Regions from separate parts of the Zea mays genome. Here region 1 is linked to region 2. Evidence: chromatin contacts called from public Hi-C data. All regions are on one chromosome and are shown on one strand. The core of a region is the stretch at or near the end of the contact, and the rest is flanking DNA. Distances in the headings are between cores, read along the strand shown. Region 1 holds the start of LOC732770 (probable ion channel POLLUX). Region 2 holds the start of LOC100502313.

Region 1 (3,738 bases), core at 359-2,858, 420 kb before region 2:
GAACCAAAAAAAGCAGAGCCATGGTCCCTGTCAATCCAAGACACCTTCTCGGTACCATCACGGTCCCCAGCATTGGCCTCGCTGCATGATCTGATCTTTTCCTGGCATAATTTAAAGACTTCTAAATTGTTAGTGGCGTGAACCGTGATGCAAAGCAGTTAGCACATAATTTCGCAGATCACAGAGATATAACCTGGAGGCCCATAACTTTTATCCATTGCCAAACAGCGAGGGTAGAGCTTGCGATAGTTATGACCAGCAGCTGCCATAACTCAACGGAAATGGACCAAAATAGCACGCAGTCATCAGTGTGTAAAAAAAAAAGCACATCAGTCGTGAAAGTTACGACCAGCTTTTATGGCAGGCAAACGATACAGCTAGCATGACTCACGAGTGAGAGATACGGAGAGAGATCAAATCGCGGAGCGCGTGGGGGCGGGAGCGTAGGAGGAGGCGTCCTCCGCTCCTCAAGCAGCGCCGGGCGCTTCACCACGGAGGCCAGGCTCTTCTCCTCCTCCCGCTGCGACACCGCCACCCTCGGCGGCACCGGCACGGTGGGGTTAGCGCTTCGGCGTTCGGTAGTCGTCGCGGTCTGCTGCTGCCGCGGCGGGCGGGGGCGCGAGGCGTGCGGACCTAGGAACGACGGGTAGCACCAGTCCCGGTCAAGCACGCCGCCGTTGGGTGCCGCGTAGGAGGGGTCGTCCACGGCGACGGTGAGCCGCCGCGGCGCCGAGGACGCCCCCGCCGCTGACGCCGTATACGGCGGGAGGGGCGCCGTGGAGGAGCGGCGAACGAGGATGCTGTCCCTTAGACCGCCTCCGCCGCTTCCGCCTCCTCCTCCTGCTACCCTATCAGCGGCCAATATGGAGGCTGCAACAGAACCAGAGATGGTGCGCGACTTGGTGAGCTGCGGCCGCGGCGGGCGCGGGTCAGGGTTCGCCCCGTCCCCGGACCTTGGATCAGGGCTCGGACTCTGCGCCTCGCTGCCACCATCGCTCTCCGCCATTAGCACTAGCAGCGAGCTCGAGCTCCCCTCCCCTCGTGGTAATAATAAACCACACCCAAATGGCCCTTTAACCCTGCGATGATTACATACCCGCCCCCACTAACCCCACTTCACCAGCGACTCTGACCCGCGGGCCACCTCTTAGCGTCCCTACCTGTAAGACACACCCACCGCGCGATGCGGAGCCGTTTGGCCTTTAGCTAATGGAGGCACACGTAACTGTAAACCGCTACAGCAAGTCGAGATCAAGCAGGGAACGGCCGAAGCCGAACAGGAGGAGGCACAACCAGGCGGCACGGCAGCGCGGCGATCGCACGGGAGTCACGTGCGCGGCCGCAAAGGCGGCCGATCGCGTGATCGCCCGTGCCGCTCTGCGCCTCTGCCCCATCGAACACCCACTTGGTCCTACACTCCTACCGGCCTATCTCCACAGTCCGTCAGTCCCTGCGGGATCCACGGCCACAGCACAAGATCTTCGCGCCGCTGTTGTTCAGCCGGCGAGCATCCAGATACCACCGGAGTACCGCACCACGGTGGGGGCGGGAGGGAAGCCGATGTGACCGTTGTTTAGACGGATTGTGGTTACAAATAATCATGCCGACATATTACATTACAAACAGCATGCACGTTATTAAAGGTGTCAATGGAGAGCCGATATCCATTAACTCATTAGGAATTCTTTTATAAGGGTAAGTTTAGAAACCCCATTTTTTAAGATTTTTATTTTTTAAAAGAGATATTAGTTTATTTCTCTTGTAAAAATGGGAATTTCTTGGAAAAAAGAGTTGGGTATGTGGGTATGGGTACGGGAAATCAGAATTCAAACCCGATTAGTCATGGGTAATATTTACCTAGTAAAATAAGTGTGCATCCCAATAGTAAATAAACTCAACAACTAACTCTATTTCTACCAATCTTTTAGGTAGTGTTTGGTTAAGCATCGTCGACCCGTTGTTTTTGTTGTTTTGCATAGTTAGACAATGTTTTCTTGTTACATGTTAGATTTATGTGATGTATTGTTGTTGGGTGTCGTGTGGCTATTAATGTCATATAAAATACTAGGTGAGTACCCGTGCGTTGCAACGGGGACATATAATAACATGATAATTGTCAGTGTTTTGGGTCCGACCGCACACCCGGGGTTGCCCCTCAAGGTGTTTTTAGGAGTAGGACGGTGTTGCCGACTGTAGCTAAATGGTTCGTGCTGGACGCACGAGGAAAAATGGATAGTGGTTTACAGGTTCGGGCCGCTTTGACATGCGTAACACCCTACGTTCTGGCGAGAGTGTTTTACTTGGTGGGTTACAAGAGAGTTCTCTGACCCTGAGAGCGCAGAGAATTGGGTGGGTGGCTAGTAGTGAGTTCGATCGTTCTGAAGGGGTGCCCCCTAGGCCTTATATATTCGACCGTGGGGCAATACATGCAGATATGATAACAATGTGCACCTAAGAAATAGTGGACTGATTGAGTCTATCTTCCTATAGTTCCGCCGACTCATCCTCGCTTGGTTTCGCTGTACGGGGTTCCAGCGCGGGAAGGTCGGGTCTCTGTTGTGATTACTCGCTCGAAGTCGTTGGGCCGTCTGGATTCGCGTCGGTTCGGCCTTGTGTCAATCCGCTTCACTGGTCATTCCTCCCCAGGCCCACGAAGGGATGACCTTACGATTTATTGGGCCCTTGGGCCTTTCGTGAGGTCTTTATCCTTCCAGTGGACCCAGGGGATATCTGTCCCCCACAAGCCCTCGATCTTTGGGTTGATTTTGAAATAATCGGCCCAAAGATCCTAGGTCCAGCTTGCGATCTTTGTTTGTGACAGGAAATGTTTCTCTGGGTAATCCGATAGAAACGATTCCTTACTGTCTCCTTCTGCTCTTATCACTCGAAAATTGGTGTTCTGTCCCAGACTCGCGCTTCGGAGGTCAGCATTCCGTACTGTAGGACCTTGAACTTCATTGGGTGCACCTTTGGTGCACCCAATGGGTGTAGCCCCCGAGCTTCGAGTGGATTTCTGAAAATAATCCACTCGAAGGTCTTCACTTCGAGTATTATCAGAAATCATTTTTATTTTCCACTTGTACTTTGTTGGAGGTCTGCCTTGTTTTGATTTTGCCCTATGCTTTAGAGGTCAGCATTGTCTTGATTTAAGATGACGATTCATTGGGTGCGCCGAAGGTGCACCCAATGGGTGTAGCCCCCGAGCTTCGAGTGGATTTTTTAAAATAATCCACTCGAAGGTCTTCATTTTGTGCTCTTTTGCTGAGAATCATCCTCTCTTTTTGTCGAATGCCTTAGAGGTCGACATTATATCCTTGATATTATGCTTTAGAGATCAGCGTGTATTTTGTCTTTGAGGCCGAGTTCATGATCTGCCCATATCTTGCTAGGTGGTGCAATTTATTTGATCTGCAACTGATTGGACGTTCGATAGACGTCCCCTGGCTAGTCTTCATGTCGCTTCTGTCGATCAGACTTGTACTTCACCGGCTATGTTTGGTTTTCCTTTAATCCTTGCTGATATCTCCCTTTTGTCTTGAGGTATTCATTGCACGCACTGCTCGGATGTGACAGTTTTGAAAAAATATACTGATAATTCCTGGGCATCCCCCCAATGGGTGTAGGCAAGGGACGACTTGGTACGCTGAGTATTTAGTGAGAGCACCTAGAGGGGGGGTGAATAGGTGATCCTGTGAAACTTAAACTTATAGCCACAAAAACTCGTTAAGTGTTAGCACA
Region 2 (3,660 bases), core at 536-3,035:
GACAGATCAAACAGAAAACAGAATCTTAACATTTTATAGAAAACTGGAGATGCAGACTTTTGTTAGGAAATAAAGTTAAATAAGCACACCAAGCTTGCAAATGTAACAAGTGCCATAAATTCAAAGGATCATATTGGATATCGTTGTTTTGGAAGAATGTCCTGGACAATTCAAAAGCTAGAGGTTTCAAAAAAAAAAAAGCATAAGTATTTCAATGGATGGATACCAACAGAACAGAACACGTTTTTGAAATATCCCATTCTCATGAACATGCATAACACAATCAGCACAGTTTAACATACAAAAAACATAAAATGGGGATTGAAATTATAATCAATACATTTTTTTTGAAAATGATCATCAAAATTTGTTAACGCGTGATTGAGGATCCATGTGTCATGTGTTGAGCCCAGCAAACTTTATATCAAAATCACATATCGTAAAAATGTTTTGAGATAGATATCCATGTCGACACACGTGTGGTTCACAACCTCATCTGTCGGGACGGAAACTTCAATATGTAAACATATTTCCAAAGGTGTAATTTGTGCTATAGATGAGTCGATTGAAGTTGTCGTACCGGCAAACGAGGTTGTGAACAACACGCCTACGCGAATTTTTACATCACCGGCCGCGCTAGCTCAGTAGAAAGCCACATGCTGGTGCAGCAACAGGTGACGTGCAGATCGCTCAACTGGATTTCGCAAATGACACAGTAGTACTGTGCATCTGTCGTCGCCTCGTCGGGGCAGGCGGGCAGGGGCAGCTACGTAAGCGGCGAACGTGTCCGAGGTGGCGTGCGGCGTGCCCATGCCATTTCGCGGCAGGTGAGGCGCGCGCCGAGCACGCGGGGCGCCGCCGGCGCGCGCGTGTGGGCGTGCGCCGCGCCGCTGCCGGCACACGCATGGGATCTGCTGCGCTGCGCTGCGCTGCGCTGCGCTGCGCATACCGTAGTTCGCCGGGTTAGGAACCAGGAAGCAAGAGCCAGGTGCCGTCAGGTTCCCTAACCTGTGAACACTCCAGCGATCTGCGCTGCCAACCCGACAGTGAAAGCCCATTTAGCACTACTTGTAGCAGTGTACATGCAGTCATTATTATATGCATGAGTTCAAATGTCCAAGGATTATTTCCCCACATCAGAGTTCCGGGGCCCGATGCCTGAACTCACATCCCTTTCAGAAGCAGTCCTGCCAAGGAACCCAACTCGTCGGCAGCGACGGTTCACAGGAAATCCAGGATCATACCGGCAGCCCCGCGCGATTCCACCCGCCGCAACCGGCCAAGCGGGCTCGCAACAAAATCCTAGGTCAGGTGGATCGCCTCTACGCCTGTCCCCTTCCTCCAACATCTTAACAGACGCGGAAAGAACATCTCTTTCTTGGTTAGTATAATCCAAAACCAAAAGAAAAGATCGTTGGCGTGTGAGCCTCCGAAACTGCAGTGTGCGCTGTGCAGACGTTGTCACATGGTGTAGGCTGGGCCGCACCGAGCTAGCTGCGGTCCGTTCATCCGCTTCTTCGTGCTCCGGTGCAATGCCACCAGCCGCCAGGCGTCACTGGTAAGGGTAGGCAGCCATCTAGAGGGTAATGATCTCAGAGAAGATACTGTAACCATAGACCATAGTGGTACGCAAGTTGCCAGGGAAAAAAAAGAAACAAATGTCATGGGTGTCCTGTACCCCCCTACCCCGTTGTTGGAAAGTCGTTCGGCGCCATGCGAGCCGGTCTGATCCTCTTCGCCAGCGGCACCAGTATATGGAGATGATCCGCGCAGCCTGTCGCCACACCTGACAACACACACACACACACACGTAGCTGTGGCGCAGGGGGGCGCGGCAATGGACGCAAACACTCTCCTCCTGCCCTGCTCCGACGGCGCCGTCGCCGGCGCGGTGGACTTCCGCGGGCGCCCCGCGTCCCGGTCCGGCACCGGCCGATGGTCCGCCGCGATGTTCGTCCTCGGTACGGCGCCCCCTGTCCTCGCTGGGCACGCGCGCACACACTGATGCGGCGCGGGCCGGGGTTGACTAATCGAGAGGGGTCGGATGGGTGCAGGGGTGGAGATAGCGGAGAGGTTCGCGTACCACGGGGTGTCGGCGAACCTGATCAGCTACCTGACGGGGCCGCTCGGGGAATCCACCGCGGGCGCGGCGGCTGCGATCAACGCGTGGAGCGGGGTGGCGACCATGCTGCCGCTGCTGATGGCGTGTGTGGCCGACGCCTGGCTCGGGCGGTACCGCACCATCGTCCTCGCCTCCCTCCTCTTCGTCGTGGTCAGCTCCTCTTTCTCTTCACTCCCGGTTCTCTTCTCTCCCCTGCCCCGGATCGTTGCCTTTCGACGTCTCCCTCCCATTCGGCCGCGAGACGAGCGCGCTTTCGCCTTTCGCATGAAAAGTGCGTCCACTTCGGCTGGGCTCGTGGCTTCCGCGCGTCTCGTACAAAGACTGCGCTTCGCTCTTCTTGTGGCGTCGAGCAAACCCCGCGGCCACGTTGCGAGTCGTGATCGCCTGACCCGTTTCGCTTCACTGTCGTCGCTGCAGAGCATGGGCATGCTGACCGTCTCCGCGCTCCCGGCGTTCCACCACGACGGCTGCAGCAGCTACGCCTCCGCCTCCAGACCGCTGGCCTGCTCCCCGCCCCCCGTGCAAGTGGGCGTCTTCTACGTCTCCCTGTACCTGGTGGCGCTCGCGGAGGCCGGGCACAAGCCCTGCGCGCAGGCGTTCGGCGCGGACCAGTTCGACCAGAACGACCCAAAGGAGTCCGCGTCCAGGAGCTCCTTCTTCAACTGGTGGTACTTCGGCATGTGCTCCGGCACCGCCGTCACCACCATGGTGTCCAGCTACATCCAGGACAACGTCGGCTGGGGCCTCGGCTTCGGCGTCCCCTGCCTCGTCATGCTCTTCGCGCTCCTCATGTTCTTGCTCGGTACCAGGAATTACCGCTACTACACGTATACTGAATCGAGCCCATTTGCTCGCCTCGCCACAGCTTTCGTTGCGCTCATCAAAGGCTCCAAATCGAGACAACATGACGGGTAATTTCTATGTGTTTTCGTCCTTGTTTGGTTCTCGAGGTCGACGCACACCAGTGTAACAGTGTTAGTTAGTCTATACAGTGAAAGAAAACCGTTTGATCATCATCTTGGCAGCACTCTTGCGAGCGACGACGCCGGGCACCGTGAAGAAGTGAAAGGCGTGCTGCGCCTGTTCCCCATCTGGGCGACGTGCATCATCTACGCCGTCATCTTCTCGCAGTCGTCCACGTTCTTCACGAAGCAGGCCGCGACGCTGGACCGGCGGGTCGGCTCGACTCTGCGCGTGCCGCCGGCGGCGCTGCAGACGTTCATCAGCGTGACCATCATGGCCTTCATCCCGGTCTACGACCGCGCGTTCGTGCCCCTTGCGCGGCGGCTTACGCGCCTCTCGTCCGGTATCACCATGCTGCAGCGGATCGGCACGGGGCTCGTCCTGGCCCTGGTTGCCATGGTCGTGGCGGCGCTGGTGGAGATGCGGCGGCTCGCCGTGGCGAGGGACGCCGGGCTCGTGGACCAGCCCAAGGCGGCGCTGCCGATGAGCCTGTGGTGGATGGTCCCGCAGTACGTGCTGTTCGGGCTCTCGGACGTGTTCGCCATGATCGGCCTGCAGGAGTTCTTCTACGACCA

The links. A called contact is a pair of places that touch in the nucleus more often than the background predicts.
Region 1: a contact with region 2 is called in a Hi-C map of tassel, with 2.1 times the contacts expected there. The contact joins the promoter of LOC732770 here to the promoter of LOC100502313 in region 2. A contact is called at or near these places in 3 of 25 Hi-C or Micro-C datasets (ear, leaf and tassel).

Annotation. Positions count from the first base shown.
Region 1 is chr3:179,489,176-179,492,913 of Zm-B73-REFERENCE-NAM-5.0, reverse strand. It overlaps LOC732770 (probable ion channel POLLUX), which reads right to left and starts at 1,608. Exons shown (of 12, transcript XM_008676553.4): 1 at 392-1,608; 2 at 194-262; 3 at 1-101. The coding sequence starts at 1,006.
Region 2 is chr3:179,074,072-179,077,731 of Zm-B73-REFERENCE-NAM-5.0, reverse strand. It overlaps LOC100502313, which reads left to right and starts at 1,785. Exons shown (of 3, transcript NM_001357781.1): 1 at 1,785-1,961; 2 at 2,055-2,272; 3 at 2,540-3,660. The coding sequence starts at 1,838. The coding sequence ends at 3,037.